Linked DNA regions of Columba livia: region 2 is linked to region 1. A link is a contact called in public Hi-C data. All regions are on one chromosome and are shown on one strand. The core of a region is the stretch at or near the end of the contact, and the rest is flanking DNA. Distances in the headings are between cores, read along the strand shown. Region 1 holds the start of LOC102095959 (inositol 1,4,5-trisphosphate receptor-interacting protein-like 1). Region 2 has its middle 9.1 kb from the start of GPR135.

What was found. A called contact is a pair of places that touch in the nucleus more often than the background predicts.
Region 2: a contact with region 1 is called in a Hi-C map of crop, with 4 times the contacts expected there. The contact joins the enhancer-like site here to the promoter of LOC102095959 in region 1. A contact is called at or near these places in 2 of 2 Hi-C or Micro-C datasets (crop and liver).

What each region holds. Positions count from the first base shown.
Region 1 is chr5:5,876,999-5,882,562 of bColLiv1.pat.W.v2, forward strand. It overlaps LOC102095959 (inositol 1,4,5-trisphosphate receptor-interacting protein-like 1), which reads right to left and starts at 2,534. Exons shown (of 1, transcript XM_005506394.3): 1 at 427-2,534. The coding sequence starts at 2,534. The coding sequence ends at 1,038.
Region 2 is chr5:6,010,615-6,015,875 of bColLiv1.pat.W.v2, forward strand. No RefSeq gene overlaps it. Among named protein-coding and RNA genes, the nearest start is that of GPR135, 9.1 kb to the right of the region's middle. Within about 2 kb of position 2,592, at least 1 of the 3 cell types and tissues checked has an H3K27ac peak away from gene starts, as active enhancers do.

The DNA.
Region 1 (5,564 bases), core at 1,284-3,783:
TGAATTCTTAATCTTGCCCTGCCAGGGCATGTGGCTCTTGCTTTATGGACTAAGCTGCCTTAGCTCAAGGCACAAGTTTTCCCACTTTTACCCTTCAGATTCTCTCCACCGTGCCACTGGAGGAAAGGGCTTGAGCAGCTGTGTGATGCCAAGCTGCCTGCTGGGATGAACCCGCAACACCTGGGAAGCCAAAGCCAAGTGAATTATGAAACCAGAGCCCGCCACATCAGCCCCTCTGCAAAAGGTTCCCTAATTCTGCGGCAGCTCAGCAGCATATTGGCTTTGTGCGGCAATGTCTTAGTTGCCAGGGATTACAGGGGTATCTTCTGTGAGCACCTGCACCCTATGCCTGTGTTCCCCAAGAAAGTGATGCACAGACACTCCCGGATTCAGCATTTGTTCAAACACAACTTTTATGGGCAACTTTGCAGATGGTAAAGCTCCCAGAAGGAATGGACTTTCTCACAGTCAGGGGTACAGTCACTGTCCAGTTGGTAACGGAGTCCCTGTCACAAGCCTCCTCGCGATGGCCTCTTCAGCTGCATCAGGTCCCACTCCCCAGTGTGTGCTTTTGCTGGGCAGGAACATTTCCCACTGCCGACTGATCAGCATGTTCCTCGTGTCCAGCGCACTCGGTTCTGTGGCACCAGCTCCCCGGGGAGTGTCTGGGGTGGGCAGAGTGTCCCCCAGACCCCAGAGGACAGACACATAGAGGCACATGGAGCGGTGCCTCTCGCTTGGTCCCTGCCCCGCCAGAGCTCCCAGCAAGAGTATCTGGGCCAATGTGAAATCGCCACCATGGCCCTGACAGTGACAGGGGAAAGCAGGATGACAATCCTCTTTGTCATCACCGGCTGCTGCGCTGGGGAGACCATTGAGAGGGGAACGCTGCCAGTCTTGGTGGAGGGCTGCTGCGCAGGGTGTTCCCTTTCCTTTCCGTGCCCTGCATTCTCCTGTCTTTTTGCTTCCTGGAAGACACGGTCGTCTGCCAGCAGCTGTGACCTGCGCAAACACAGCTCTGTGCAGGAAGACCTCCTTCAGTGTCCGTACATCAAGAGTCCCCGAAGCTCACTTAGCACAAACTCAAAATCAATGCGTGCATTCTCATAGTCCAGGAGCTGGCAGAGGTTGAATGGTTCAGCCGTTCGCAATCCGAGGGGCAAGTTGATCTCCTCAGGCACGTTCGCATTGCCGATGAAGAAGTGGTTGAAGCATCTCTCCAGCAGGCTGCTCTGCAGGTGCTCCGCGATGTCCTCCATCCGCTCCAGGAAATTACGCTTGCGCCAGCGTGACAGGGGCATGGTGGTCAGCAGGTGCATCACAACCGTCTTCATGATATAGGTGTAAAACTCTCTGTCCAGCAGGTGGCGGGCGCAGAGCTTCAGGCATCTGAGGTGGCAGGTGTCACCCTGTGCCTGGCTGACAATATGCCTGAAGAACTTCATCTCTGCCACAGCATAGGTCTCTGGCCACAAGGTCCTTGGGGTGTAGGCAGCCTCTACACACTGGTTGCTCAGGAAGAGGTCTGAGTCGCCTTCCTGCACCCCAAACATCAACTCAACAAAGAACCTTTTCTCCCAGTCTTGTGTCAGCACCCGGAATTTGCAGGAGCGCTCCGAGTACACCGGCATCAGGCGGTGTGTGGCTGACTCAGGCAGATCCTTCCAGCAACGTCTCACCATCTTCTTGAACCATTCAGCAGTTTTCTGCACATCTAGGCAGGAGTCAGTGCAGAGGTCGTCTAGGATGTTGGGGCCCTCCTTCCTACTCTGCTCCTCCTCGGGGCCATGGAGGAAGCAACGTGTCTCTCCTGCCGGCTGCTCCACCTCACAAGTACACACCAGCTCCACATGGATGCAGAAGTTCCTCGCCGGCCACGAGGGGCGTGGCTCCAGGTGGAAGATGTGTCCACGGGGGGGCTTCAGAGGCACAAGCAGGCAGAAGGGGATGTCATGTTCATAGGGACTCCAACCTTCGAAGGCGCTGCCCACCTCGATGGCGTTTTCCAGCACAGGGTACCAAGTATTGAAGACATCACGGTTGAAGAGATCGATGAATTTTTGCACCAGGTTCTTCACAGCCTCGCGATCTCTGTCCCGCTTCCGAACTCGCCTCTGTCTGGGATGCTCAAAATGCCTTCCTGGGTCATTTGCGTCGTTATTCTCTTCTCCATGTTTCTCCTCCTCCACGTTGTTACAGGAGCTCTCCTCTTCTCTCTCTGGCTCATGGCTCCGTTTCCTGAGCCACCAGCAGAGCCCAAAGAGCAGGACCAGGACCGCAGCAACGGCCCAGAACTGCCAGTGCTGCAAGGCAGAGAGGAGCAGGGATGCCCAAGCAAAGCCGCTCTGCTCCTGGTTCCTCTGCTCCTGGTTCATCCGCTCTACCTCCTGCCACAGCCGAGTCATCTCCCGGTTCAGCATCTGCGCACGCTGCTCCATGCGCTCGCGCGTCTCCCCATCCAGTTCTTCACCGACCAACTGCACATTGTGGATAAGAATTTGCAAAATCCCGAAGACAATGTCCAAGAGAGCCATGGCCTGCACGAGAAGGGAGAGAAGGGGCTCAGTGGGGCTGTGCGAGAGGGAGGGGGCTGGTGGTGGGGGGAGCGGGGCTGGGGGCTGCAGGGAGCTGGGGGCAGGTTAGGAGCGGGGCCGAGGCAGCTGGGAGGCAGCAAGGGCTGCCCCGGCCCCAGCGGCGGCGGCTCCGTGCCCTGGCCAAGGTGCTCCCGCGAGCGGCCGGGCCCTCCATGCAGGGTGAGAACCCACCCCCGGGGGCCGCGTTTCTGCCCCGGCCCCATCCAGCCCGGCCTCCCCCCGCCTGCGCACTCACCGCTGGCCCAGGCCGGACTGGGTCAGCGCTGCTGCTGGTGCCCCTGACAACCACCCCGTGGGGACTCGTCCCCTGTGATGTCACAGGCGCCAGAGCACGTCACAGGCATGTCCGCCGGCCCTGCCCGTCCAGCCCCATCACAGCTGCCCCGCTGTCCCGGTGAAGGCTGGGCCAGAGTTCATGTTCTTCACGGGCCCTTGCGTGGTGCTTCACGCTGGGTTTGTTATCCTCTGCCTGCCCATGGCGATCTCATAATCATAGAACATCCTGTGGTTGGAAGGGGCCCACGTGGACCATCTAGGCCACCTGACTCTGCACAGTGCAAGCTTCAAGTTAAATCACACAATCATAGAAACAATCATACTTCGCCTGGACTGATGTTCTCTCTGGGTTCCCAAACACCTGCACTGTTCCCTGAAAACTTCCCTAAACCACAAGTGTTGAGCAGGAGTCTCCAGCAAGATGGTTGGATCTTTTTAGGCCCCCTCCATGCACCGTGCACCTTAATACAGCATAGAAATACCTTATAAAGAGAGCTCCTTTCAGGTCGGCAACATAGCCATGAATGGCCTCTAGCTGGAGCCAGAGAATTACATATTCCACTACAATTCTGAAGAAGCATAACAAGTGAATGGCCGAAGACGTAAAATCATAGAATAGCTGGGGTTGTAAGGGACCTTCAAAGCTCATCTGTTCCAATGCCCATGCCATAAGCAGGGACATCTTCACCAGCTCAGGTTGCTCAGAGCCCCGTCCAGCCTGTCCTGGGATGTTTCCAGAGATGGGGCATCCACCACCTCTCTGGGCAACTTGGGCCAGGCTCTCACCACCCTCAGTGTCAAAATTTTTTTCCTCACATCCAGCCTGAATCTCCCTCCTTTAGTTTAAAACCATCACCCCTTGTCTTATTGCAACAGGCCCTGATGAAAACTCTGCCTCCATCTTTCTCACAGGTCTATCTTTCTTTTAAGTCCTAGAGAAGGTACTGCTTGAAGCAGCAGTCTGGTCAGTGAAGGACCCTCCCCTGCCTCTGGCACATCGGTGCCTCACATGAGTTACTGCAGTGCCCTTGTGGATGCAATTGAGTGGCTGCACTCATCTTAGAATCATAGTATATCCTGAATTGGATCAACCCACACGGATGATGAAGTCCCACTCCTGTCCCTGCACAGGACAACCCCACAGTTCACACCATGTGTCTGAGGACGTTGTCCAGTCTCTTCTTGAACACTGTCAGGCTTGGGGCTGTGACACCTCCCTGGGGAGCCTGTTCCAGTGTTCAGCACCCTCTGGGTGAAGAACCTTTTCCTAATGCCCAACCCAAACCTCCCCCGGCACATGGAAAGCTGCCTGATGGAAAAGGATCTGGGGGTGTTGATTGCCAGACAGCTGAACATGAGCCAGAAGTGTGCCCAGGTGGCCAAAAAGGCCAACAGCATTCTGGCTTGTATCAGGAATAGTGTGACCAGCAGGACTAGAGAAGGGATTGTGCCACTGTACTGTGCACTGGTGAGGCCCCACCTTGAATCCTATGTTCAGTTTTGTGGCCCTCATCAGAAGAAGGATATTGAGGTACTGGAGACAGTTCAGAGGAGGCGATGAGGCTGGTGAGGAGCCTGGAGCACAAGTTTAATGGGGAGCGGTTGAGGGAGCTTGGACTGTTTAGCCTGGAGAAAAGGAGGCTGAGGGGAGACCTTATCACTGTCTACAACTACCTGAAAGGAGGCTGTGATGTGGAGGGTATTGGTCTCTTTTCCCGAGTAACAAGTGATAGGACAAGAGGAAATGGCCTCAAGTTGTGCCAGGGGAGGTTCTGATTGGATATAAGGAAGAAATTCTTCATGGAACAGATTGTCAGGCATTGGAACAGACTGCCCAGGGAAGTGGTGGCGCCACTATCCTTGGATGTGTTTAAAAGGCATTTAGATGAGGTTCTTAGGGACATGGTTTAGTGCTAGAGTTAGGTTATGGTTGGACCAAATGATCCTGAAGGTCTCTTCCAACCTTAATGATTCCATTATTCTATGATTCTATCTTCTTGCCATTCCCTCAGGTTCTGTCACTGGTTACCAGAGAGAAGAGATCAGCACCTGCCCCTTCTGCTCCCCTTGTGGGGAAGCTGTAGACCACGATGAGGTCTCCCCTCAGCCTCCTCCAAGCTGAACAGACCTTTAGCTGCTCAGCATACGGCTTCCCCTCCAAACCCTTCACCAACTTTGTAGCCTCTTCTGGACACTCTCTAGCAGCTCAATATCTTCTTTATCCTGTGGTGCCCAGATCTGCACACAGTGCTCCAGGTGAGGCTGTCCCAGTGCGGAGCAGAGTGAGACAATCTCCTCCCTGTCCAGCTGGCGATGCTGTGCTGGATGCACCCACGACACAGTTGGCCGTCTTGGCTTCCAGGACACACTGTTGGCTCATGTTCCGCTTGCTGTCAACCAGAACCCCTAGATTCCTCTTTGCAGAGCTGCTCTTCAGCATCTCATTCCCCAGTCTGTAGGTACAACCAGGTTTGCCATGTCCCAGGTGCAAAATCCAGCACTTGCTCTTGTTAAACTTCATGCAGTCAGTGCTTGACCAGTTCTCCAGTTTGTCTGGATCTCTCTGCATGGCCTCTCTGCCCTCGAGAGTGTGGACATCTCCTCCAATTTTGTGTCATCAGTGAACTTAACTTAGTATTCCCTAAAGTCTTGTGTCCAAGTCATTGATGAAGACATTGAAGAGTGCTGGCCCTA
Region 2 (5,261 bases), core at 1,342-3,841, 130 kb after region 1:
CAGATGTGTGGCTTTTGTGCAGGGCTGGCACTGCTGGAGCATCCCAGGAACAGGCTCAACCTCAACGCAAAGATCAGTGTAGCAATAAAACCCCACGAAAGCACTTGGGTATTTCTGTACCAGCCTGTGCTGTGGGGTCAACATGCCTTTCAAAATGTGCTTCTTGGGGCAGACGGGAGAGGCCAAGCTGACAGGAAGACTGCAGGGTGCAGGAGGGAGGCTGAGACCCAGCACCATCCCCATCCTTGTCTCCTCTCCTGCAGACATCTCTTCTGTGATCCCTCCCTGGAATTGCTCAGGGTCCTGCAATAAGTGTACATGAAAAGGTAATTTCTCCACTCGAATCAGAGGTGCTCTAACCTGAAACCTCTGACAATTTTAAATGTTTTAGTCTTAAACCAGGCTTGATGCGTGTGTATAGGTAAGTCAGGGAGCAAAGTGGGAGCTTGTGCTGCTGGGCCCCAGCAAAAGCCTCAGGAAAGGCAGCACCACCATCTGCTGACACTTTCGGGACTTGACAGTTTTAGAGCTGTCCTGAGAATAAAATCAATCCTGCCTCTTGCTGTCCTCTGTCAGATCTCTACTGTGTTCTGAAAAACTCAGTGTTCTCTGGCTGCAGAACAGTCAAAACGCTGATTATTATATTTATGTTGTCCCCAATGTGGTTGAGGAGAGATAATTTTAATTCTATCCATCATAATTGACCCTGTCAAATAGCCAAAGTTCACGACATGTGGCTTCATTGTGGCTTTCTTCACTGCCTGAGCTGCAGGTTGATGCTCTGTGTCTCTGTGTGTGCAGGCAACACTAGTGCATGTCTGTGTAAGAGAACTCAAAGAGAATTGTAAGAGAACTGTAAGAGAGAACTTTCACAGGTCCTGTCAACTTAGCTCTGTTGCTTTTGAAGTCATGGAGTGCCCCACTTCACTACACTCCCTCCCAGGACTTGTCTCAACACCAGGGTCTGTGTTGAGAGCCTGATTTGCGCAGGCTCCCCTTGCTAAAACCCAGCTTTCCCTGCACTCTCTTGTCACGTTGAATGAACTTGATGTTAAGGTGGAGTCTCCTGGGGCAGCTCTGTGAAGAATGTGGCAAAACACTGGCCCAGGTTGGCCAGAGAGGTGGTGGATGAACCATCCCTGGAGACATCCCAGGCCAGGCTGGACGGGGCTCTGAGCAACCTGAGCTGGTGAAGATGTCCCTGCTCATGGCAGGGGTGGCACTGGGGGAGCTCGGAAGGTCCCTTCCAACCGAAACTATTCTGTGATTCTGTGATTCTATGAACTGCCATTTTTCCATTAACTTCTTTACCAGCGCATCATCTCTTTGGCTTTTCAGGACACTGATTAGGCAAAGCCTGGCTGGGATTGTGCCCACAACTCTCCCTAGGCTTTGGGCTGTGGGGAACCAGGAGCTTCTCCATCTGCTCAAATTTGCACTTGTGTATGCTCACAGGGCTTTACTTTGCCACGCTCTGTGCAGAGCATCCCCTGGGCCAAAGGAAAGGTGAGGACACCCCAGCTTTGTGCTTTGCACAGCTCCCAACCTCTGCCTGAGACCCTTTAAAGTGTGAGATCAGAGTGTGAAGCGCTCAGACAAGACCTAGTTTCTGCAGCAAATCTTTCCATTTTAATAGCAAGGGGCAACTACCATTTGAGTTATATTTTCTGGAAAGAATCCACAATTCAGATGTTGTATTCAAAACATGACGTGACCTCAGGGACAGAATATTACCAAATGTTCTGTAAAATGCACCAGACTGAGCACAGCAGCCACAGGCGCAGGTCGGGGAGAAGCACAATTGCCGCGGCACATCAGCTTTCACTGGAGAAAGAAATGACCTGGTTACTCAGAGCATTTTTTTTTCCCTGATGCTGAATTAGTTCAGAGTATGGTGCTGGACTGGGTGAGTAAATTCCATTTACATGGTTGTGAGGGAAAAAAAACCAATGTTTTTGAGCTCATGAATCTCTTTGGATGTTCCCTTGTTTATTAGTTTCTGAGCTGACTATTTATGGAAGAGATAAAGTTGAAGATAATTTATAAAGGCAAGGATAATAAATGCATAAAATTAAGGAGCTCAAGTATTTGGAAACTGCTCCCCAATCGGTTTCGTGGGCTTCTGCCAGTGCTTGCCTTTTTGAAACAAGCTGAACCTGGAGGAGCTCAGTGCCAGCGAGACAAGAAATAGCACAAATAACAAAGGGTTCCTCTCAGAGTTTTCTTCCTCTGCTGATTCATTGCTGGAGCCAGCTCATCTTTCCCGACCACCCCAGAAGCCTGTGGGCACGTCGGTGTGCTGCATCACCCAGGACAAACAGCCCCAGCAAGGCTTCAGGGCTCGATTGCTCCAAGTACCAGCACAACCCTTCTGGCTGGGGTGGGAAGAGGAGCACAATGATCCCTGCAGAAAACACACGGATTGTTCTTCAGTCCTGGCTGTTACAGCTTGTGCTAGAAGAGCCTGGGTTTAAGGCTCAGCCAAAACCCCACCCCTGAGCAGGAACCGGTGTGTGAAGCTGAGCACAGAGTGGCGATGTCTGCAGTGATGGGGACAGGAGCAGGGCAGGGCTGTGCAGGCACACCAGCCTGGCCTGGGGCCCGCTTGGCACAGTGCTACCACCTCCCTGGGCAAAAAATGCTGGAGGGTGTCACCACCTGCCTTTCTTCTGGTTGAGGAGGGGTCCTTGTGAGTGAATCGGTGCTGGATCTGTGCCGGTATTCCCTTCACCTTTGAGTCCCACTTGCTAAGTCTCCCCTGGCTTCAGTCACAACCCCCTGGGGTCTTCTTGGCTGAGCAGATCATCCATCACTCTCCAGCCAGACTAATGCAGGCCCTGGTGCCGTGCCCTGGGGTTTGTGCTGCTTTCACTTTGATTTCCCCAGTGACTCATACATTTTACACCACCGAGAAGGATTTACAGTCTGTCTCTCCATGCCACTTTTCCTCCTGCTTCTCACAGTGGTAATTTCCTAGGAAAAAATACCTAGAAAAGCAAAGCTGTACCCCAAGCACTTCAGTTGGGGTGAATGTAGATGCTTAAAGACTCGAGCAGTGTGATGCCAGCAGCACGACAGTAGCAACCCCTTTGCTCCTTTGCAAATCGGGAGCAGCAAGAGGGCTGGCCATGGTATGGATAGTGCCTCATCCTCGCAACATCCAGCCCCACCGAAGCCCCTGGGACTCATCCCACTGGTCCTGGGAAGCTCACAGCTTATGACAGCAAAACATGGGGTCACCCAAGCCTGGATCCCATTGCGGGTTACTCCTCCTGCAGGATTTGGGATCATTTTATTCTTCTGGTGCTCAGTTACTACCTTGTGCCTCTGTAATGCTTTGCAAGCAGATCTAAAGACTCACCCATTTACTAATAGTCAAAGTCACCATACAAAAATACAAATGCAGCTAGAGGGAAGAGGCAGCTCTGACACTGAACTAAGCACCCTGCCAGCATCAGGATTGCTCTCACCAGGCATCTGGACTGCAGGTTTACAGCTCTGCAGAGCGTGCAGCACAGGCATTAGCCATTGTCGCACAAAATGACACTTTTCTGATGTGCTTTCCAAATTATTAATATCAGCCTCTACAACAACCCTTCCAAAGAACAGCATGTGTCGAGTTTAACAATGACTACTGAATCCATCTTCTAATCTAGGTTTCAGAGAGGTCCACTTAGGGTTTGCACCTTTACTCCGAATGTTTTTATTTGGGATGCAGCAGTCCTGAGGGCAGAGTGGCTGATCTCATTAATAGAAGAAGGCTTTTCTTAGGATCATTAGCAGAAAGGCTGTGCTGGCGGCTCAGATCTCTGCTGGCATCTGCTGGATGTGCAAGCCAACGTCAGTGCTGAAAGAATAGCAAGGATGGTGGGTCTGGTTCACCTGAGATATTCTGGTTCTGGTGATGACTGTCAGCTGTTACGGTCCATCAGGCTGCCATTTATCAACTGCTAATTGTTCATACTTCCTAAGCTATGCACAAAGCATTTGTTTTGAATGGAGAGACTAGGAAGGGAGTGGAAAATCATTACATGAATGAATCGGATGATTCAATCAATGGCAAAATTACCATTGAGTTCAGTTAGAACAGTTCCTTCAGAAATGCCTGTCATTCAACAAGACAATGTTTTCCTTCTAAGATTCAACACCTTAGTTATATCAGTGGCACTCTTAAACTGAGGGTAAGTATGCTGGAAAGTCAACAAGGGACTAAAGAGACCAATTTTTAATTTGGCTTTGACTAACATTGTCGTGGGTATCCAGGGCTGAGCTGATCTTCAAATCATGTGAACTGCTCTCTCTCTTATGCCTAATATCCTGTGTTGAATAACCCACGGGACTTTTTAATTGGGGTGCTAAAAAGTGTCCCAACATCCTCTGCAGAGCCCTTGTGCAAACGAGATTGCAGTTCACCTTGCATTCAGGCTCATCTCAAGGGAGGAAGAAGGATAGAAGTATTTCAGAGCCATGGCTGGAGGGTTGGACGCTCAAAGCCAATTTTGCAGTATCTAACGCCTCAGTGTCTTGCTGCCTTCTGAGCTCCTTCAGCCCAGAGCTTTCTAAGTGGGGTGACACCAGCATGGGCATGTAAGAGGTGTGGAGCTGATGTCCCTGTAGACGCTTGGCCAGGAGACACCTCCTGAAATGTTTTCATTCCTGGGAACAAGCGGCTGTGAGCATGTGCAGAGTTTTCAGATCCAGGGGAAAACAGGGAGGTAAACCTCAGGTCTCCTTCTCCTGGGTGAACACACGGAGCTATTGTCAGGTGCAAGGACAGACTGACAATGCTGGCTCATGTGCTAGCATGGCCAAGACCTTCTCACCCACTCTGCTGAGGGTCAGCAACCTCCAGCACCACTGGGACACAGCAGCATTTCCAGCACGGGTCCGGCAGGCAGTCTGCAGCCTTCGGTGTGTTTTGTGTGTGTTCACGTGTGCCTCTCTGCTGTTTGTGATTTATTTAAGACATTTCACTCTTCGGCTGTATTTTTTAAAATATACTTTTAAAAATGTGGCTATAGATCCAGGTACCTGACCTGCTCAACAGTTGTGTGATATGAGAAGCATCTGTGGGAACTGGGGCTGTTTATCCTGCAGAAAAGGGGGCTGAGGGGAGACATTCTCACTCCCTACACCTACCTGAAAGGAGGTGGTAGCATGGAGGGTGTTGGTATCTTCTCCCAAGTGACAAATGATAGGATGAGAGGAAATGGACTCAAGTTGTGCCAGGGGAGGTTTAGATTGCAAATTAGGGAAAATTT